7 separate regions of the Mus musculus genome follow, and all the other regions are linked to region 4. A link is a contact called in public Hi-C, HiChIP or PLAC-seq and promoter capture Hi-C data. All regions are on one chromosome and are shown on one strand. The core of a region is the stretch at or near the end of the contact, and the rest is flanking DNA. Distances in the headings are between cores, read along the strand shown.

Evidence for each region. Hi-C and Micro-C count contacts between places; a contact is called where the count stands out from the background. HiChIP or PLAC-seq counts read pairs in DNA pulled down with a chosen protein or histone mark. Capture Hi-C pulls out chosen DNA fragments and counts their contacts.
Region 1: a contact with region 4 is called in a Hi-C map of CD8 T cells, with 7 times the contacts expected there. The contact joins the promoter of Fam219a here to the promoter of Smu1 in region 4. A contact is called at or near these places in 2 of 39 promoter capture datasets (maxillary cranial neural crest and pre-B cells), 2 of 484 Hi-C or Micro-C datasets (CD8 T cells and regulatory T cells) and 1 of 9 other capture datasets (liver).
Region 2: a promoter capture Hi-C map of liver shows a contact between it and region 4, with 2.3 times the contacts expected there. The contact joins the promoter of Kif24 here to the promoter of Smu1 in region 4. A contact is called at or near these places in 4 of 39 promoter capture datasets (cranial neural crest, erythroid cells and liver) and 1 of 9 other capture datasets (liver).
Region 3: a contact with region 4 is called in an H3K4me3 HiChIP or PLAC-seq map of bone marrow-derived macrophages, with 2.6 times the contacts expected there. The contact joins the enhancer-like site here to the promoter of Smu1 in region 4. A contact is called at or near these places in 2 of 39 promoter capture datasets (the C10 cell line and pre-B cells), 2 of 115 datasets of contacts at active chromatin or transcription factors (bone marrow-derived macrophages and large pre-B cells) and 1 of 9 other capture datasets (liver).
Region 5: a contact with region 4 is called in an H3K27ac HiChIP or PLAC-seq map of microglia, with 6 times the contacts expected there. The contact joins the promoter of Ubap1 here to the promoter of Smu1 in region 4. A contact is called at or near these places in 5 of 115 datasets of contacts at active chromatin or transcription factors (astrocytes, extraembryonic endoderm stem cells, large pre-B cells and 2 more).
Region 6: a promoter capture Hi-C map of adipose tissue shows a contact between it and region 4, with 2.3 times the contacts expected there. The contact joins the promoter of Galt here to the promoter of Smu1 in region 4. A contact is called at or near these places in 3 of 39 promoter capture datasets (erythroid cells, liver and pre-B cells) and 1 of 9 other capture datasets (adipose tissue).
Region 7: an H3K4me3 HiChIP or PLAC-seq map of bone marrow-derived macrophages shows a contact between it and region 4, with 6 times the contacts expected there. The contact joins the promoter of Dctn3 here to the promoter of Smu1 in region 4. A contact is called at or near these places in 2 of 39 promoter capture datasets (cranial neural crest and liver), 1 of 115 datasets of contacts at active chromatin or transcription factors (bone marrow-derived macrophages) and 1 of 9 other capture datasets (liver).

The regions. Positions count from the first base shown.
Region 1 is chr4:41,567,929-41,571,011 of GRCm38.p6, reverse strand. Fam219a (family with sequence similarity 219, member A) reads left to right here and starts at 1,474. Exons shown (of 6, transcript NM_001159583.2): 1 at 1,474-1,835. The coding sequence starts at 1,776. Dnaic1 (dynein, axonemal, intermediate chain 1) reads right to left here and starts at 1,218. Exons shown (of 20, transcript NM_175138.4): 1 at 994-1,218. The coding sequence starts at 1,020.
Region 2 is chr4:41,463,520-41,466,512 of GRCm38.p6, reverse strand. Kif24 (kinesin family member 24) reads left to right here and starts at 1,665. Exons shown (of 13, transcript NM_024241.2): 1 at 1,665-1,803. It overlaps Nudt2 (nudix (nucleoside diphosphate linked moiety X)-type motif 2), which reads right to left and starts at 1,365. Exons shown (of 3, transcript NM_025539.2): 1 at 1,333-1,365.
Region 3 is chr4:41,388,915-41,391,841 of GRCm38.p6, reverse strand. It overlaps Ubap1 (ubiquitin-associated protein 1), which reads right to left. Exons shown (of 7, transcript NM_023305.3): 7 at 2,076-2,927. Kif24 (kinesin family member 24) reads left to right here. Exons shown (of 13, transcript NM_024241.2): 13 at 1-1,094. Among named protein-coding and RNA genes, the nearest start is that of Ubap1, 41 kb to the right of the region's middle. Within about 2 kb of position 1,526, at least 23 of the 459 cell types and tissues checked have an H3K27ac peak or open chromatin away from gene starts, as enhancers often do. A contact at or near this core is called in bone marrow-derived macrophages, where this site is marked.
Region 4 is chr4:40,756,386-40,759,242 of GRCm38.p6, reverse strand. It overlaps Smu1 (smu-1 suppressor of mec-8 and unc-52 homolog (C. elegans)), which reads left to right and starts at 1,358. Exons shown (of 12, transcript NM_021535.4): 1 at 1,358-1,466. The coding sequence starts at 1,441.
Region 5 is chr4:41,347,411-41,350,324 of GRCm38.p6, reverse strand. It overlaps Ubap1 (ubiquitin-associated protein 1), which reads right to left and starts at 1,329. Exons shown (of 7, transcript NM_023305.3): 1 at 1,094-1,329.
Region 6 is chr4:41,753,846-41,756,845 of GRCm38.p6, reverse strand. Galt (galactose-1-phosphate uridyl transferase) reads right to left here and starts at 1,329. Exons shown (of 11, transcript NM_016658.4): 1 at 1,194-1,329; 2 at 716-885; 3 at 424-499; 4 at 285-333; 5 at 35-164. The coding sequence starts at 1,218. Gm42274 (predicted gene, 42274) reads left to right here and starts at 1,074. Exons shown (of 2, transcript NR_155499.1): 1 at 1,074-1,677.
Region 7 is chr4:41,721,870-41,724,824 of GRCm38.p6, reverse strand. It overlaps Dctn3 (dynactin 3), which reads left to right and starts at 1,662. Exons shown (of 7, transcript NM_016890.4): 1 at 1,662-1,790. The coding sequence starts at 1,695. Arid3c (AT rich interactive domain 3C (BRIGHT-like)) reads left to right here. Exons shown (of 8, transcript NM_001017362.2): 7 at 31-120; 8 at 492-989. The coding sequence ends at 592.

The DNA of each region.
Region 1 (3,083 bases), core at 225-2,724, 810 kb before region 4:
CAATAAATACAAGGAGAGACAGCCTCTCAATGCCTACAGAGCTCTAAGACTGATCGGTTCTTCAGCTGTAGATGACACGTGTCAAAGAAGCAGAAGGCACAAAGTTGATATACAAGAACCTCTACCAAAATATGTGAAGTCTTAGATATCATGGGCACAGATTTGCTCTCCAAACCTCAATATACCTAGGCTTAAGTATAGAAAAGCATTTTGTTTGTTTGTTTGTTTGTTTGTTTGTTTTTAAAGTAGATGCTCTGCTAGACGTTAGGAAATAAAAGCAATTTCTATAGGACAGAAAGAGTCATTCTTTTATATCGCAGAATGCTCCTTGAGAACCTGAGACTAGCTTATCATGTGTGGTGATTTGGGGAGTAATTCAACTCTCCTGTGAGAAGGGATAACATATTGCCAGGTGACAGAAACATAACGTTCACAAGGCTAAGTGAATGAGGGTCTTATAAGAAGGAAACTTGTGTTGGAGGGCAGGGAACATGGTTAGAAAAAGGGTCTTTTTTTCTTCCTCTCTGACTTCTTGCTCCAAATTCCTGCACACGATCTGTTCTATTCCGTGTCTCCTGTGCAGTTCTCATGCCCCCTCTCTGAGTTCCCACATGGCAAATGTCCCCACTTACTTAGCTCTGCAGTGACCATGCTGCAGTGTTGAATAAAAAAATCCACTGGGACAAGAATGAGAGGGGAATGAGGAAGGGACTCAGTGGAGTGTTGGGAGATTAAGGGCGAAGACAAGACAAGATGGGTCTGTGAAGAGATGGAAGTAATAAGAAAAAACCAGATTCGGTTAAAAGTAAAATGACTGTGGGTTCAGGAAAATTTGGGAGAGGAGGGCAGGATTTGTGAGAAAGAACAGGAGAATCAGGTCAGTGGGAACACAAACCAGGAGTCACAAGAAAGAGAGGTTGGAGGTCAACAGGAAATAACTGGCGGTTAAGGTCAGAGGTCTTCAGAAGACAGCAGGCCACAGTAAGACATTACCTGCTTACGAATCTGTTTCGAGGGCATTGCCGCAAGAATAGAAAGCACCTCACACCCTGAAAAACCTACAAAACGCTTCCTCTCCTGGGGAGTAGTTTCTCCTTCTTGACCACACACAGGAAGTGCAGACTCTCTTCCACTTCAATTCCCAGTCACCAGGGTTCTTCGGGGACAGCTGACGTTGTGGGTCCTCGCGCCCTTGTAGAACAGCATCAGCTCCTCCCTGACGCGGTTACCCAGCAACCGACAGGCACCGGGTGCGCAGGCGCACCTAGCGCCCCCTCCGGACACGGGGAGGAGGCGGAACTTGGGCGCGCAGGGATCCTCTGGCCCCGCTAAGCCCCGCCTCCGCAGAGAAAGATAAGTCCGCCCTCCGCGCAAGGAGCTCCCGCAAGTGGGAAGGGCTGGGGCACCCAGACACCGCCTTCTCATGAATAATGCAGGATCCGGGCGGTGTCCCGGACCCGGAAGTGGAGTTGCAGAGTCACCGCAGTGGCTGAGCTGCTGACAGGAGGCGGCGGCGGAGGAGGAGGCGAGGCAAGACCTGCGGCTCCGCGGGGCTACTGCCGCGGTAGCTCTAGGCAACCCCACGGAGCTACGCCGGTCTCAGTCATCCCGCGAGCCTCTCGCCGCCTATCCATCCTTCCATCCGCCTATCCGCCCGACCGGTCCAGGGCGGCCTAGTCTGCATAATCTGCCGGGCTTCTGGGGCCGCCGCCCCGCGCGGTCCCATCGGCGTCCCTGGCCGCGCCCGGCCCCTGGCCCGCTCGCCCGCCGGCACCATGATGGAGGAGATCGACCGGTTCCAGGTGCCCACCGCGCACTCGGAGATGCAGCCGCTGGTGAGGGGGCGGGCGGCGGAGAGGCCAGGGCCGGGAGGGGCGCCGCTGGAGGGGAGGGAAGGAACTAGGCCGTGGGGATTGTGCGAGGGGGCGCCATCTGATAAGGTAGAGGGAGTCCTGAAAACGCTTTGCCGGGGGAGGGAGATTTGCAGAGCGAGAAAACCGTGGGAGATTACCAGCGGTGCGAGCGAAGGACCTGAAAGGGCGGAGGGCACGGTCAGCAGATGCAGAACGCCGTCGGATAGGACCAAGGGAGGCACTCTAGTGCACACCTCTAGTGGAGGGCAATTTAGGAGGATGTCACAGAGCATCTTTGGCAGCAAGCCCGGGGGGTCGGATGAGAAAGGCGTTTAGCTCCCCGAGGCCTGTGATGCTCAGGGCGAGGGAGGAGGCCAGCAGATCAGTCTAAGGAGGAAAGGAAATAGGCCTTTAGAAAAGGAGAGGCCTGCCCGCCGGTCCTTTAGATAAATATAGCAAAGCTGAGCAGGAACCAGGCCTTGATGGGGGCAGAGGTTCATTGCAGAACCTGGGAATTTCCTTCCTCTCGAGAGAGGAGCCCCATTTCGATCTGGGGGCATCGGGAAGGGGAAGAGTTTGCGGTGGCGAGATGGAGACTCAAGGGTGTCCATGGGAAGGTATCTCCAGGATAAGAGGTGGAGCTGTGCTGAAGTGGGCCGTGCCGACCGGTTCGGAATTCGGAAGAGCCCCTATCATCTTAGGCCTACGTGTTTGGAGTCTTTGCTGGGCGGGGATCCTGCCTCCGGTCCGTGGTCCTGGAGTCAGGCAGGAATGATGTCATCGATGCCGGCGCCGAGGGGATGGAAGGGGGAGGGCGATGCCAGTTTATGGAGGCATGGCCTAAAGAAGAAGGTGCCTCCTGGCCATTGCCCTGAGGCTACCTGACTGTCATTGCTGTCAGCATATGGGTAGGAAAGTCAGAGGCCTAGCCAGCTGGCCTAGAGAATAGAGAGGAAAGAATGTAGAGGCCATGTTCATTGCTTAACCCACCTTGGGGCCTGTGCTAGTAAGATCTAAAACGAGGCGTGATAGGCCAGGAACCAATAGGTAATGGATGCCTTGCTCTCTGCTGGAGCCAACCTGTGCTCTCCAACTCCTGAAGCTTGAGGGCTCCCCACGTCTCTTCCCTCTGTGTTAGTCAGGGTGGCCCAGAATAGCTTCTTCCCTTGGGCCTTCGGCTCCCAAACTGACAGGTAGGCTTTGTGGTTTCCTAGGTAAGGAACCCGCCTG
Region 2 (2,993 bases), core at 416-2,915, 710 kb before region 4:
CCTCTGTGTCATAGTCCTGTCTCTCCTGGAACTCAGAGATCCTCCAGCCTCTGTTAGGAATAAAGACATGCACTATCATTTTTATATTTTTCAGGAAACAGCTGATAAACAGTGTTCACACTAAGTATTAGTAATTTTTAAAGATCAACAAGATTAATTCCCTTTAATATATTGTCAATTTTCTCTTTTGAATACTGTATTTCCTTATTAGTAAGAATTACATTTATTCTTTAACTGATTAGTGATTTACTTTTGTTTATGTCTTGTGTGTCTGCCAGTTGTGTGTGGTATGTGGGTGCCTGAAGAGTCCAGAAGAGGGCCATGGATGCCCTGGAGCAGGAGTTGGGAGGCTACTGTGAGCCACTTGGCATGGATGCTGGGAAATGAACTCAAATTTCTCTGGAAGAGAGGTTAAGGGCTCTTAACCACTGAACCATCTCTCCAGGCCCCCGAATCGCTCATTTTTGAGCTAAAAACGAGCACTCCATTAAAGTACATATGAAGCTGCACACATGCTGGCTACTGGATTTGTTCCTACTATGCTGGTGGTTCCTTTTTGACCTGAGAGGCTAGGCCTGGCCAAGCATTTTTTCCCAATAGTCTTTGCAACCCGTTGAAGCATTACTATTATTTTTCACAAAAGGAAAAAAAAAATAAAACTATGGTTCAGAAATATTTTTGAGTAGTTAATCAAATGCAGACACGTCCAATTTCTAACATCATTAAGCTTAATTGCCACTGGACATTAGAACATTTCTGCATTGGCAACTTGACTCTTCTCGATTTAAGCTGTTTCGCCTTTTTTTCTTAAGACGGGAATCTTGTGACTTTCTATCTCTGGGGGCTAAAGAGCACCTGTCACTCTTCCAAAAGATTGGGGTTCGGTTCCCCGGAACCTATACCAGGTGGCCCACACAACGTTTAACTCCAGCTCCTGGGATCCGACGCCTTCTGGATTCTGAGAGCATCTGCACGCACGTGGCGCGCATAGACAGACACAGACACACACACACACACACACAAGTAATAATTTTTACCAAACGTAAGATCTTTTGGAATGCAGGCAGGGTTTAATCGATAACTACAAAGCAAGCCTAGGGAGAAGATATGATTGGCCCGCTAAGTCCCAAAGGTGAATCTCTCTGCCTCTGGGATTCTTCCGACCCACGCCCTCACCACTGAACCTAGTCCTCTCTGGTGCACAGAGATAAACCGAGGTCCCGCGAGTGGATGGGGCCTGGCCTACACGCGCCTCACTGCCAGCTCCGTCCCCGCAGCAACAGGTCAGGAGCCCGCGACACTCCCCACGCCCCCCAGCCCCACAGCACTCACCCGTAGCCCAGAGGCAGGAGGCGGTCCTCGAACGGAGACGTAGCGCGCCAGCCAATCAGAAGAGCCCGGCTGCACTTCAGACGAGCCACAGAATTGGGCATCAGGCGCTTCCACCCGCCCCTGAGGCGTGGTTTTTTGGCTGGGACCGTCGCGAGATCTGCCTCAAGCTGAACCATTGGTGGAGAATGAACCGCCCCCTTCCCCTTCTGATTTCTGATTGGCCTTTTAGAGGAGAGGTGACAGGCTCTGTGAATGACCATTGGTCGGTGCTGCGGGACCGCGGGCGGGCGGGCGTCGGCGCGCGCGTTCGAACTGGCGCTTGTGGCGTTGCCATGGGGATGTGGCCTGGCGGACACCTAAGGCGGGTTGACCGGACGCTCTGCTAGCCCGGCCTTAGGGCTTTCTCCTCACCGCACTATTTCTTCGGTCCTCCCTGAAAACTGACTGAGGAGGAGCCGGGATTGCCCTGAGGTGAGAAACGGTGGCTTTAGCTTGAGCCCAGGCTCTGCGCCTGCGCGGGAGCGGGTGCTCCTGTCTGCGAGCGGCGCGAGCCGAGACCGGTATTTGCGGGGTAACTAGAACTTGGCTTCTCGGGTTCTTCGAGGGTTCTCGCGCTCTCTCACGTTTCATCTCCCTGTCTACCGCCTCTTCAGCAATTACCTCGACCACCACCAGCTTTGAGGCTTTTCTGAGTACCCCAAAGGCCTCTTGCCTTTGAGACACGCTCTTCAGAGCGCTTCGATTGGACTTTCGGTTGTTTTGTGAACTTCCGCAAACCTCATTCTCCTTTTTTCTCATATAATTTTGACCTCTGAGATAAGACAAGCCTTTCCACAGCGTCTTACGCATATTAGTTTTTTGTTTGTTTGTTTTGTTTTTTTAAGGAAATATTTGTTCAGTTGGCTTTCACTCACTACAAATAGATTCAGTTATCTTTCTGCCTTGTCCCATTCAAAGTCGATTTGGGGGCAGGTGGAAGAGAGAGGACACCCTAATCTCATATACAAGAGACAGAAAATTCAGCGTTGGCGTTCCCACGTTGGGGGCAGGAAGACCTGCTCAGTGTGGGTGGCAACATTCCCAAGGCAGGGAATTCTGAGCAGTAATAGAGTGGAGAAAGCAAGCTGACCGCTAGCATACATACATTACTTCATTATTTACTGCTTTTCTTTTTTTAAGTTTTTGTTTGTGTGGCTTTTGTTTGTTGGTTGGTTTTGAGACAAAGTTCTCAATCAGAGAGACGTGCTCTCTCCACATTGTAGTCTGGCCTACAAGTACCTCTTCTCAAACCCCTAAATGTATTTGCTTATAACAGGCCATTCTGTCCTTATATGCCCGAGGATTTCCTCTTGTTGTTTACTGACCACCAACTATCGTAACATTTTATCTGTGCTTTGGAAACTGAAATCAATTATTTGACTTTGAGTTTTTTTCACTTAACAGTGTGTGTGTATGTGTGTGTGTATATGTATATGTGTGTGTGTGTATGTATGTGTGTGTGTGAGCACTCAAGTGAAGGTCAGAGGACAACTTTGAGGAACTGGTTCTCATTTTCCATGTTTTTTAAGCAGCTTGTTTCTGCTGCTGCAGTGCATACTCCAGGATATTTCTATCTTACACACACACACACACACTTACTTCTCCCTAGGAGTGCTAGGGTT
Region 3 (2,927 bases), core at 277-2,776, 630 kb before region 4:
ACTTGGTCTATTAACTTTGTAGATGTCCTAAATTTGAGGATAAGACTAGGATGTTTAATGTTAACTTGGACATCGGAGGTCAGAGGTTAGGGAGCACAAGTTGAGCCAACAGCCTTATTGCTGACAGTGCCTTTCTGTCTTCAAAGACACTGGTACCAGCCAGGCAGTCAGGTGAACTCCTTCCCAGCAGGGAGTGGAAATTTAGTTTTGGAAATTATAAAATGAACAACTCTTTTTTTGTTTTGGTTTGGTTGTTTTTGTTTTGGTTTGGTTTTGGTTTTTCGAGACAGGGTTTCTCTGTATATCCCTGGCTGGCCTGGAACTCACTTTGTGGACCAGGCTGGCCTGGAACTCAGAAATCCACCTGCCTCTGCCTCCCAAGTGCTGGGATTAAAGGCGTGAGCCACCACACCTGGCGAACAACTCTTGATATCTTTCTTAAGAGCACCTGAGGTCCAGGGTATGCTTTTAGTTTCCTTCCCTGCAATCCAGCTTTGAGGGTGCCAACAGCAGCACGGTTTTCTCATTAATTTTTCTTTTTTGCTAAAACAGCAGGCCCATGTCAGTGTCTGCCAGCCCTCATAGTTCTTGTGGCAGGTCCTAGCTCCTGTCTATGACTCCTCATTCCCAGTGCCTCTGAATGATTAAACAGGCTGGGAGATCTCAGGCAAGTCTATTGCCAAGGCTTGAGTGGTCCAAGGTACTAGGCCAGCAACACTCAAGGGCCTTTGCTACGGGTGTCTTGGGACTGAGTCTACAGTCAGCAGTCTGAATCTTCTGACACAGCAACAAACACACATCTCTTCAAATGAGTTCTTGCTGTATTGCTGTGTGTGCAGGACAGATGTTACCAGGTACCCTCAAATCATTCTCTACCTTATTTTTGAAGCAAGTGTCTCCCTGTTGATCTACCCAGACTGATTAGCCAACAAGTCCAAAATTCTTGTCTCTCCCTTCCCTTCTCAGACCACCGCTCCAGGCTTTCTTTTGAGACAGTGCCTCTCTATGCAGTCCTGGAGTTCTCTATGTAGACCAGCTCACAAAGTAGTCCTGCCTCACAAATGCCAAGATTAAAGATGTAGCATACACCATTACAACCAGCTACTCCAGGCTTTCTACGCAGTTCTTATGCTTGTACCACATACACTAACTGAACCATCTTCCCATCTCTTGTATCACCTTTTAAACAGAGAGAACCCCAAGGGAAACAGCCTCCAAGAGTCCGTTAGTTTCATAGGTCTTCCTGAGTTAACCTGAGATTCATGTGTCACAGCCTGGGCCCTGAAGCCATTACCACATACATTTAAGAACTCTATGGTTTTAGGATGTTATATTTAAAAAGCCAAGATAAGCCAGGTGTGACACTGTTCATGTGTAACCCCAGCATCTGGGATGCTGAGGACTAAATTCAAAGGAATTAGCCGGGCAGCAGAGGATTATGGTCTAAACCTGGACTATAGTGAGGTCTGGCTCTATAAAAGAGCTGAAAGGCTTGTCTGGCAGCCACGGGCAGTGCTTGAACTGACCACCAGATGGCAGCCTGTTCCTAGCTTAAGGCCTCTCACATAACCACTAAAAATCAGAGGCCATTCCCAACCAAGAACACCAAAAGGATGTGGGATTCTACTAAAGATAAGTACTAGAAATTTTAAGGATGAACTGTCAGCTATAGGAGCACCACTGAGAGCCGGGGAAGCACTTTAACCTTGCCTGTGACTGGTAGTAGTCACAAGCAAAGGGACTTGACTTGTCATATTTTAAAGGATACCTCAAAACCTGTATACCCCTTCTCCACTTTAGCAAGAAAGCATATACCCTTGTTCCACAGGCTGCACTAGACCAGGTTTAGAGAGTCTGTATTTATAAAACAAAAAAAAACCAAAAAAACAAAAAAAAAAAGATGAGACAGGATGGCCAGCCTCTGAGTCCCATAGGCCCTCAGTGGGAAAAGGATACTGATATGAAAGGGACAACTAGGCTCTGTTCCAGGCCAGAAATGACTGTGCTACCCGTAATCTACCCACTGTCCTGAGTCAAACCATTTTTCAAAATAAAGAGGTTAAGGCAGCATGGCATACCTTTTAGATTTTTATTAGTAGTTCTCTGAAGAATCAAAATAGTTAGCAAATTACTTTAGATTCAAGACTGTATTATATCCTTTGTATTTAGATCTTTAATATTGTAGAACATAATACAAACAAACCAAAGAGACTGGTTTCTATGCCTAGGTGTTATTCATTGTGTCATCCTAAAGCAGGGCTGGAGGAGGCTGTTCAAGAACTGGGGGTTAGTGCTGAGTGACAAGTCGTGGCCTGTTTTCTCACCCATGTGCTGGAAAGGGCCAATGATACTCAAAACTGACAGCTTCCTAGCACAGGGGCTCCAATGCCCCGGGCAGCAGAGGATTATGGTCTAAGCCAAAAGAAACAGTCTGGACAGGGGCAAATGGGAACTGCCTGGCAGAAGAGGCAGACTTTGCCCCATGAAGAAAAGTGCATCTTTGTACCGCAGAGACACTCCAGAACCAGTGTAACACTAGGGCTGTCGGGGAAGGCGGGCCCAGGAAGACCCTCTCAGTTGCATTCCACTTGGGTTAGAGCCCAGTCTGACAGTGGTGCAGCAGAGAGGAGAGGAAAGGATCTAGCCCCAAAACAGCAGCAGTCTGCTCCTCCTGTCTTCCCACTCTTCTTGGTAGCCAGGCCAGGTTTTGGCTGAGAACATTAGAGACCCCAGAAAGAACCAAGTATTCCTTCTGAAAGCCCAAAGTGGGAAGGACACTTCTCAAAACACAGGTATGTTTAATATGGAAGGAACCAATAGAGAGCATATATGCCCAAATCTTCCTACTTTCCCCCAGCTCAGGCCTGGGCTCACAGAGACTAACAAGTGTCAACTCCACATCCGACCTTCTAACCCCCAAAGAAAAT
Region 4 (2,857 bases), core at 109-2,608:
TGTGCTCTGAATGAGACTATCTCAGAAGTCATTATACTTATTATTGAGATAGGGTTTCTCTGGCTGTCCTGAAACTCACTTTGTAGACCAGGCTGGCCTTGAACTCACAGAGCTTCCAGCCTCTGCCTCCACCGTGCTGGAATTAAAGGGGTGTGCCACCACTGCTTGGCTGAGACTGTGTTCTTTAGAGTTGATGGGAAATAGGTGATTTGAAACGTGAAAGAGCTGGGCATGGTGATACACCTCTTTAATCCAAGCACCTTAGAAGATCCCATTCATTGTAACAGTAGCATATGTCATTTTCTCTACTTAGTTTCAAACGACTCTTTTTAAAAATTTCCCTCCTTTAGTCCCAGCACTCAGGAATAGAGGCAGGCAGCAAGGCCAGCCTGGCTTACAGAACAAGTTCCAGGACAGTCAGGGCTACAAAGAGAAATCCTGTGTCAAAAACCAAACACAATACAACAAAACAAACAAACAAAAATCAAGTAAAAATGAAAACATAAACAGCATATGAGCGGCTATATTGAAAGGCTCTGGTTTTGATACCTAGCACTGGGGGGAAAAAAGGAGACTGTAAAGAAATTGTGTGGAAGGTAGACAAGAGCCATTAGAAATCCCTAAACTATCTCAATATGTAATTTCACAAGATAGACATGCCACTGTGTTGTGTGTGTGTATATATATGTATATGTATATGTATGAATATGTATATATATATAAGTGTATACATATATATGTACTTTGTCAATAGAATTTTAAAATAGCTCTTATTGGAGATAAGCACTGTGATGCCATCTGTAATTCTAGCCCTTGGAAAGTAGGGGCATCTTCAACTATATAATTAGTTTGAAGCCAGCTATAAGCTGCATGTCCATCCCACCTTTTCCCTAGCCTTTATTTATAAAATTCATCAATATTTATGTATGGTTTTTTATTAGTGGGGATTGAACCAGGGCGTCTGACTTGCTAGGTAAACACTCTGATCACTGAGCTATGTCCTCAGCTCTGTCATGCCATACCAGTAAGGTATGATTTAAACTCTATATTGAAAGGAGTCTCAGATCTGTTATAACTTCGCATTTGGTTACATTTCTTTCTCCGTAACCGCAGCTTTTTCCAACTTAATTCTTAGCTGGATCTGAGCGCGATAGCGCACACTTTTAATCCTAGCATTAGGGAGGCAGAGGAGGGCGGGACAGCCAAGGCTGTAGAAAGACTCCACCTGTGTGTACGTTCGCGAAACCGATGGGCATTCGTAGTCCTGCCACGCTTTCGCGAGGCCCCGCCCCTCACGCCCCGCCCACCTGGGCGTGTTCTTCCTTCGCCCTTTAGACCCTAACGGAGCGGAAGTGTCGCAGCGCGGCCGCCGGAAGTGTCGCGCGGCGTTGTGCGACCGGCTGTGTGCTGAGTGGGGCCTGGACCCGGAGCGTTACCGCTATGTCGATCGAAATCGAGTCTTCCGAGTGAGTCCTGCCGTGGCGTGTTCGCGGCGTGGCGTGTTCGCGGCGTGGCGTGGGGTGGAGTGGAGGGTGGTCGGAGGACGTTGGAGGGGGAGCTGCGCGCCGGAGGTTGCGGCCTCGAAGCACTTTCCGGGTTGGCTCCCTCTTTAGATGGGCCCGCGAGAGAGCAGCCGTGGGGCGGGCCGTCTGGAGCCCCTGGGCCCCGGCGTCGGGCTGTGCTGGGGCACACCGAGTAGACCTGACTACTGTGGTTTCCTCTGCTAGCCACACCGCCCTCGGCGCTGCCCGGGTGTCCGCCAGTCCCTCAGCTCTTCCTTCTGGTCCAAGCACTAGTTACCCCAAAGACTCTGCTGCTTCTCCTATCTGATTAGATCCAGTGTGGTGTATTGATTTGGTTTGCAATTTGCAGAGAGAGAGAACCTCTTTGTGGACACAGAATTTGAATATTGATTGAGTCAGAAGAATGAGACTTAGTGAAGGCGGGGACGGCGACGAGGAGCCAGGTGGGCGGGGAGTGAGTGACTGAAGAGTCTTGCTTGGACTCCCCAGGACTCCACCCACCGCCTTTTATTTTTTGAAAAGTAAAATTAAATTATGAAATTAGCAAACAGCTGTGTTCTGAGTGGAGGGGAGAGATACGCATGTTCTGAAGATCTGCAGAAAAGCAAGGTTTATTAATTAAGTCGGCGGAGTCTGAAACCTGCTATGTATTTTTAAGACTGAAGCTGGATGTGAAGTATGCACGTCTATGATCGCAGTATTAAATGGGCAAGTAGGAAGGCCTGGAGTCCAGCCTGAGCCTCTTCATAGCGATATATATATATATATATATATATATATATATATATATATATATATTTTTTTTTTTTTTTTTTTCCGAGACAGGGTTTCTCTGTATAGCTCTGGCTGTCCTGGAACTCACTTTGTAGACCAGGCTGGCCTCGAACTCAGAAATCTGCCTGCCTCTGCCTCCCAAGTGCTGGGATTAAAGGCGTGCACCACCACGCCCGGTGAGATACATATTTTTAACTCAGTTATATGTAAGTCGTTTTTTTCCTGGGTTTTGCTTCTGAGACAAGGTTTTCTGTGAAGCCGTAGCTGTCCTGGAACTCACTCTGTAGACCAGGTGAGTCTCAGACTCAGATTCACCTGCCTCTGCCTCCGGAGTGCTGGAATTAAAGACGTGTGCCAACCCCCAGCTTTATAAATCGTCTTTAAATGAATATATGCTTTGATTGCGGGAGGCAGACAGTAGACAAAAACAGTAAATAAAATATGACGCAGTAACAGATGGTCCCTGTGTAGAAAAATAAAACAGCGACAAAACGTGTTGGATAATGTTAGTCGGGACAGGAACTGCAAAGGATATTTTACCCTGAGGTCTAATAATAGCC
Region 5 (2,914 bases), core at 80-2,579, 590 kb before region 4:
CTGCCTATTAGCAGAGGAGCATCAAAAGGTGGCACTGGAGTTATGGATGACTGTGAGATATCATGTGGGAACTGAGAGTTGAACTTGGTTGGGTCCTCTGCAAGAATGAGTGCTCTGAATTGTTTAACCTTCTCTCCTCGCCCCTAGAAGACCTATTTATCAATGAAAACGAAATGCCTTGTTATACCATCAAATTAAAAAAAAAAAATTCAGGTAACACACACCATGTTTATTCAAATTCCCAAATACTAACAATTACAACTGAGAAGACAAAACACTTTATCCATGAAAATGTGAACAGAATTTGAGTTTACAACACTCTATGATGTCTGTCTAAAAAGTATCAAAATCTCACTCCAGTTCAATACAAAATTGTTTTAAATAATTATATTTCTAAGTCTCAACTCAAAAAACACGAGGCAACAACACAAAGGTGAGGGATCGCTGGTCAAGAGAAATGCTTAGCCTCAAAAGAAAGACACGGGGTTGTTTCTGAGACCCAGGGGTATAGTCCAGGTAATCGCCCAGAAAATTAAAAAAGGAAGAAAAATCTAGAGAAGACCACAGTGATGAGACAGTTAGAGAAGACCACACAATGCCAAAGATATCCCCCAAAGCAGTCACCCCCTGGTCTGATTTCTCTCCCTCATCTCTCGCTCAGATAACTAAATCCTCACATCCCAAGCTCACCCTCAACTCCCCAGCGCGCTACCTTCTTTACTAAATCGGGGTTCCTCTCCTGGACCGGCTCTAGCTCCCACTGAGAGAAATCTTTCCCTCAAGCTCGAGATTTCCACTGAGCCTGTCTTCTGAGCGAATTAGTCCCCTTAATCCGAACTCATTTGCCCGCATCCCGTCCGCCCTCCGCCCCTTCAACTCCGGTCCCGTCACTCTGACCCTTCGCCCAGAATCCGCCCCGAGTCGTCGGTCGTCGTCCGGCTCTTCCTCCCTCCCGCTCCTTTACTCCAGATCCTTTCATCCCTCCAGGCTCCTGGGCGCCCGGTCCCCATCTTCCCTCCTCCCGGTCGCCCCGTACCGGCCCCTTCCCCCAACTCCGCCCCTCTCCCCCTCCCCCAGAGACAGGCCCCCTCACCTGAATGCCGCTGCTGTCCCGAAAGCTGAAAGGTGCTGGCGCCGCCCGGCCTCCCGGGCTCAGTCTCCGCTGGGCTCCCGCTGCCCCTAGGGAGAGCAAACACCACCTCTTCCAACTCTACCCGCCCCGAGCCAGACCGTCACCGTAGCCACCACCAGTACCACAGCCGCCATGTTGAAGGCCTACTTCCCTCCTCCTTCCCCTCGACGCTCCGCCCCTTTAGGCGTCTGACATCATGGCGCCGCACCCCACCCGCCCCGACCAATGGGAGGAGCCGACAGTGACGTAACTAAATCCCTCTTCCAGAGCTGAAGGGTTCCTGCAACCGGGAGCTTCCTTACTGAAGGATCCCTGCGGACCCTAAGGGGAAGAAGAAAGGAGGGGTCACTGAGAGGGTAAGACTCGGGATAAGAGGCGCGGCCAAGGCGAGGACACGCCCAAAGCCTTAGCCGCGAATCCTCTTTGGAAATTAGAAACCCTCTCAGACTCGTAGACCAGTCTCATACTCTTTGGTCTCACTTTCTCCATTTATTTTGAGGTTTTGTTGTTTTTCAGAACAGGTCTCATATATCCTAGACCCAAGTTTATAAATAAATTGGTTAAACAGTAACTATAAATGTCTCTTCAATTTTAATATCCAGTGCATTCAAAGTCGAAACACAATCCAAGCCTTCACTGCTTTCTGTGTATTGGATATAGGCTCATGGAGAATTTATAATTTGATTAAATTAATATTTTTCTCTAAAATTTCATGATCAATGGAAGAAATAAGATCAGAGAGAGTTGACTCTAGTAAAACTCAAAGAGTATTACTGGTATGGAAAGTGCTTAGAGATCAAACCCAGGGCCTCCTAGACAAGCATCCTTAGCTGACATAAAGTGCTTTGGAGAAAACACAATGCACTGCCCTGTCTACTTTTCCAGCCTGTTTTGTCTCCAGATTTTATGTAGCAGACAAGATGGTATTTGAGCTTTGAAAAATGAGGAGGCTCTAACTCTGGGTGCAACATTGTGGGGAGGGGGTCACGGTGAGCAAGGAACAGCAAACTGTCAATTTTTGGTTATCTGTATTTAGTTAACAGATCTGTGGAAAGGCCAGTGAGCAAAGCAGAACTCTGGAGAATGAAAGTGGCCATAATAAGTGGGTGGCTCACACGGGGGGGGGGGGGGGGGGGGAACCTCTACACTAAAGTGAAAGCAGTGAACGTTAGGGAGTAGGAGTGAACTTGGGCAGCTTCAGGAGAGACTTCACTACAACATGCAATACAGAAAGGAAATGGTCAGATTTTCCAGCTCTCTCTCTCTCTCTCTCTCTCTCTCTCTCTCTCTCTCTGTCTGTCTCTCACGTACACGCACACATGCATGCCTGTGGGAGTCTGTGTGATTGTCTGTCTCTCCGTCTGTGTGTGTGTGTGTGTGTGTGTGTGTGTGTGTGTGTGTTTGACTCTCTTGTTTGAAGCAGGGTCTTGTGTAATCTAGACTGGTCCTAAACTTGCAATATTTAATACTGGCTGTCCTGGAACTCACAGAGATCGGCCCATCTCTGCCTCCAGAGTGCTGGGATCAAGAGTTACAGCACTGTATCTGGTTTAAACTAGGCTCTTACCAATCTCTTATTAAGAGAAACTGCAATTTCCTGGAGCACAAGAGAAGAACAAATATCTATAATCCCAGCATTTGAGAGGCTAAGACAGGAGGCTCCAGTTATTCTCAGCTGCATACTGAGACATCAAAACCAGCCTGAGCTACATGAAACACTACTCCTTCCATAAAAATAAATAAAATAGGGCTGATAGTACAACTCAGTGATAGAGCCCATGT
Region 6 (3,000 bases), core at 80-2,579, 1.0 Mb before region 4:
CCCCAAACCAAAGTTACACCTCCCCCTCACAGACCTGCACCCAAGGGTACTGGGCACCCAGCTCCTCTGTGACTGAGGCCCATGCATCGATGACAGCTCGGATCTCAGGGACAGACATGAGTGGCAGCGTCACATCCGACCAGGGGTGGAAGCACATGACCTTACTAGGTGGTGAGGGAAAAATGACATAGGGAAGTGGATTGGGTGCTAAGGGCAGGGCCCAAGCTCAGGTCTTCGTCTTCAGACCTGGGCTGGAGGTTGTAAGAGGGGAAACCCAAAGTTACCAAACTCCTCTGGCGGCCTCTGCTCGGAAGAGAGGGTGGTCACTGGGTCCTGGAATAAAGGAGTATTACTCTCTGTAGCACAGGTACCCGGGTCAGACCCAGTCTCCCTTCTCCCCAACAGTGGTTAAATTGAGGGTACCTGGATCCGGAGCATCGGGCTGCAGAGCCGGGAAGTCATTGTCAAACAGAAAGGTACCATCATAGTGGGGATTCACCTACTGACAAGAATAGGCTAGAAATACTACCTGACGGAATTCAAGGGCTATCCAGGCTGCAACGGGGGCGAGGAAGGCCCCACTCAAAGGATCAAAATTGCTTGCCCGGAAATGACCCAAAAGGAGGCGCACTGCTCCCCCTTGTGGGCGAAGGGTAGTAATAAGGAAGAAGGATTTTTTTCCTATCCCAGTTGGTGGCTGTGTATTCGGGCTTACCTCCCCATTAGCTCGTGTGGCCCCGGGACACAGAGGGTTGAGTGGGTCGTGGCGGGGCACTGTCTTCAGAAGCTGGGGCTCCACTTGTCCTTGCCAGGGCCGCTTCATGCGATGAGCCGACACTAACACCCACTCGTCCTGGAGCGGGTTGTAGCGAATATGCTGGTGTTCTGGGGAGAGACAAGGATCAGTCAGCAAAACTCCCTGTCTCTCTCTTCCCCGAGTGGCTCTAATGCCCTAGCAGGCCCAAGTACAGGGACGCTCGGTCGGCGCAGTGTTTCTAGAAGCTATAGGCTGGCGGAGGGGAGTTAAAGGGTTAAACGCTTTCCGTGCCACACGGCCTGCAAGCCCCTCCTTCCCTCGCCCGCCACCCTGGCCTCGGGTAGGAGTGCCGACCTTGACTCTGGGACTAGAACTTCCTACGGAAAAGGAAGGCTCGGCTCCGCACCGTAGCGGGTCCAGGCCGCCCAGCAATTACCGCTCGCCCGGAAGGTCGCTGCCATGGCGTCCGCCTCTGAAGCCTGCTGGCGCTGCTCAGGATCGGCTCCGCTATGCGACGTGAGGCCACACGAATTGACCTAAGGTACACAAGGTGAGCGCCCCATTCCATGTCTCCCCCCGCCCACCCTGGATGATTGGCTAGTCGCCAACACGTGACGGTGGGGGCACAGCCTGCCACTTGAGGGCGGGGCTCGGGACCGCCACGCTCACTTCCCCAGGTTGTTTTGATGATTCTCCTGCACACCGGATTGTAGCTACTTCTCTGGAGAGCATCTGTGAAAACTGGTTGCTGTGTCCATTCGTCCCGCCACGGATTCGGGTTGCTTGCACGACATTAGGGCTATTTATTGGAGCATGACATATCAGCTTCACCACTCAAGGACACTCCTGCCAGCAGCCTTTAACTGCCAATAGTCCATCAGAAAGGGCGGAGCCTCGTGAGTGCACCGCCCCCCAAACCGGTAAGAAACCTCTATGGGTCCATTCTCATGTTTTGTGCAGGTAACCACAGGTGTAGTGAGTTCTTGTGTTTGCACATCAGGCCCTGTCCTGTTCAGAAGACATCGTTTTTACTGAGCATCTTAACCGTGTGCCAGGCACCTAGGTTCTGTGTGGAGCATAGAGACGCCCTGTGCAAAGACCAGCAGCATTCTGAACTCATGACCTGGGTCACCTGCGGAGCTGCTGTGTGTGGTTAAGATGCAAGTTGTGGAGAGGGGGTGGAGGTGAGGAACTTGATCATACTATAGATGAAGCCTGCAGCCTGGCCCTTCAGGTATTGCCCGGATGTGTGAGTATTTCACTGTAACTATGCCTCTAGCCTCAGGAGCAGAAATAAGGTTAGATAAAGAGAACTGAGTAAGTATAGGGTGTGGTGGTACACACCTGTAATCCCAGCACTCCAGAAACAGAGACAGTAAACTTACAAGTTCAAGTTCAGCCTGCGCAGTTATACATAACAAGGCCCAATCTATATAAAAGTAAACCAAACGGCCAGTGGTGGTGCACACCATTAATCCCAGCACTTGGGAGGCAGAGGCAGGCAGATTTCTGAGTTCGAGGCCAGCCTGGTTTACAGAGTGAGTGCCAGGACAGCCAGGGCTACACAGAGAAACCCTGTCTCGAAAAAAAAAAAAAAAGTAAACCAAAAGACAGTAATGTGTGTGTGTGTGTGCGCGCGTGTATGCGTTTGTGCATACATACCAGGCACAGTGATGCATTTGCCTATAGTCTCAGCTACTCTAGAAGCTGAAGCAGAAGATCAATTGAGCCCACAAGTTCTAGACCATCCTGGCCAATATAGTGAAGCCAATTTCAAAAACAAGCAAAAGGCCATCAGTATTTGAAGGGCAGAGACAGGCATATCAATGAGTAGCCTGGCTACATAGAACATTCTAGGCTGTTGAGGTTTGGTCTGTTGCTATGTATTATGATGCAAAATACTGGCTGGGGAGGTGGGGAGCTGGAGAGATGGCTCAGGGATTAAGAGCACCAACTGCTCTTCCAGAGGTCTTGAGTTCAATTCCCAGCAACCACATAGTGGCTCACAACCATTTGTAATGGGGTCTGTTGCCCTCTTCTGGTGTGTCTGAAGAAAGCAATGGTGGTGTACTCATATGTATAAAATAAATAAATAAATAAATAAATATTTTAAATACTGGCTCCCAAGGTCTGGTCACTCCCACAGACAAGGACATTCTCATCTATACCAAGTGATGCTATGCATCCTTGCCCCTCAAGTTATCCCTGATTGGTTAACAAAGATGCCTACAGCCTATAGCTGG
Region 7 (2,955 bases), core at 413-2,912, 970 kb before region 4:
AATGTGACTTCCCTGCCTTCTTCTGGACAGAAGAGCGGTTGGATGGGCCCCTCAATCTGGCAGGCAGTGGCATCAGCAGTATCAACGTGGCACTAGAGATCAATGGGGTGGTCTACACTGGTATGGGAATTACAGGGTCTATATTGGCATGAAGTTGGCTTTTTCATTGGCATGGGGGATTTTAGATTTTCTCTATGAGCATGACGTTCAGGAGTATCTGAACTTGCTTGGGGGTTTAGAGGATTGTTACATTAAAATGGATTCAAGAGTTTGTCTACAAGGCATGGGGTCCCAGCATGGTCTATGCAGCATGGTTGCCATGGGATGTCTGCTTTGTCACAGATCTGTGAGTATTTATTGCGCACCTACTTCAAGCTACCCACAACGGCATAGGAGCTTCTCACTGGTCAGAGGGACTTGTCCGTGCTTTGTGGGAGTCCCACATTCTCTCGTTTATTTTTTAATTTTACATCTCTTATACCCTTTATCAGGTATCCTCTTTGCTCGACGCCAACCTGTGCCAGCTTCCTTGGGTCCAACCAATCCTCCACCTCTACCCTCTACAGGGCCCCCTTCCAGTACCTTGCCCTGAAAGCAGCTACTGAGAACCAAGAGTCCCAATATCATTGCTTAGGGGGGGAGAAGGCACCCTCCTACCTTGATTCTTTCAGGATGTGACGCCCACTCTGGGATCCAGTCCTGGTTGATGTCAGCATGCCACCTCCACACCAAAGGGATTTATATTACGTTCCATCTACCTCACCGTAAAAGGCAGACACTGTCTCCCTAGCTAATTTCAGCAGCATCTACCAAAGAGCTTTCCCCCGAGAACCCCTATCACTCCGTCATGTAACCCCTATGTCAGTGTCACCTTTGGTACCCCACCTCTTTGAGTCAATTCTGCTCCTTTTCAGGAAGCAGGTGAAGGATTGGATTTGAATGTGAAGATGTCCCTTGGGTTGCATCTGGAAAATAAAATTGTACTTCCCGTGTCTCCTGTGCCTCCTCTTCTTGCTTGGGTCTGGGAGGTGGGGGATCCACAGACTACATTGAGCTGTCCAAGTGGAAGCAGAAGAACAAAGCTCTGAGAGAATAGAAGAGCACTTTTTTTTGAAGGGAAGCAAGCTTTCTCTACATTGTTCCCTGACTGGTCTTGAACTCACTGTGTAGAGCAGGCTGGCCTCAAACTTACAGTCATCCTTCTGTCTCTCCTTTCTCTCCTAGCACCACCACACAGAGCGCGGTCACAAATCAGACTGTTTGGGTGTACGTCCTGACAACAAGAGGCTTACGTACAAATCACTTGATCTTTAAAAGATTCCAAAAATGTATGGTGTCTCTCCCAAGAAGCTGCCTACTGATCTATGGGTATAAACCTATCTTGGAATAATAGGTATATTTATACGCTAACTCTCAGGGAATGGGGGAGGGGAGGAAATCTCTTCGAATCTTGGATTTAGAGCACTAAAAGTCTTGACAACCAAGTCCTGGAAACCAGGGTAGAACTAGGACCCAGAACGTTACCTAGGTAACCAGATTGCTTTGACATCGGTTATTTCCGACATCCAAAGCCTAAACAGTGACGTCACTTCCTACAAGGCGTGACGGTGCTCTCGGATTGGCCAGTCTTCTTATTTAGGCGGACGTCCCACCCTCAGGCTGTTCCGGGTTGCTGCGGCCAGGCTGCAGAAACGATGGCGGCTCTGACCGATGTGCAGCGGCTACAGTCTCGAGTGGAGGAGCTGGAGCGCTGGGTGTACGGGCCGGGCGGGACCCGAGGCTCCAGGAAGGTGAGGGGTCCGGTCTATTGATCCGTTTGTGGGGCAGAGCGGGACAGGAGCGGTCCACTGGCCCTGCCCTAGGGTCGGATGCTACCACTTCTGTCAGGTCGTCCTCAGCCCAGGCTCTGAAATAAATAACAAAGATCTAGAACCTCCTGGTACCAATCGGACCCTTGAGGTCCGTTCCCGAGGGGATTGGGATGGGGGAGATGCTTAAGCCTTTTTAAGATGGGTTCGGTGACAACTTTCACAAAAACTCCGCGCGCTCACAGGCGTTCTAAGGAGACCAGACGCATTTAAAAATTGATTAATGGGAGTTTCAGTAAGAGCTGAAGCCCGCAGTGGAGTGTCATCCTAGAGCCATGCAAAATTAATTGCTAAATGAATTACGCGTAGACAGGAGTCCTAGAGGAGGCAGAGCACAGGTGCTACAGGCTCCAAAGGGTGAGCGGTGAGGTCTGAGCAGGCCCAGAAAAGGAAGATTAGTAATTGAGCCCTAAGTGTCCAGATGTGGGCGAACATCGTGTCTGAATTTTGACAAAAATTTAGAGGTGCCCTAAAATCCCTTTTTACGATGTTGAAACCATTTACTGGAGCGCTTCTGGTAGAATTAAGAATGTTCTGGAACAAAGGTAATGATGTGTCTCTGTATTTTTTTGTAAAATTGTCACCAGCACATTCTGTTCCAGTTTGAGAACCAACTTTTCGAAACACTCTCCCCCTTTGGCATCTATTTGTGTGCCTTCCCTTGTGTGTTAGTCCCTTAAATATTAGTATTCACCTTTTACACAAGCCTTGAGTGAAGTCGTTCATTTCCTCAGCCTCCGGCTCCAGCTGACTCTTGACTGTTAGAATCCTAAGTCCTAGGCAGGCTCGTTCACTGCCGTGATTTCAGTTACTCATTTCACGTCTTTATGTTTCCAGTGTGTAGCTCTGTTTCAGACTTTCCGAGAACCCGATTGATCTTTGTCTACTGGTCTCCTCCACTGGGCTATCCCGCAGACATCTTAAGCTCAAACCCTTAACTACTAACTGTATTCTGCCTCTAAACTGATTCTCTTCTGTATTCTCTACGATGGGGATTGCACTGTCTTTGGGATCCCAGAGTGTTCCGTCTCCTGTACTAGACTTGATGTGGAGGGTATGAGGCTAGAGCTAGGCCAGCCAGTTCGTT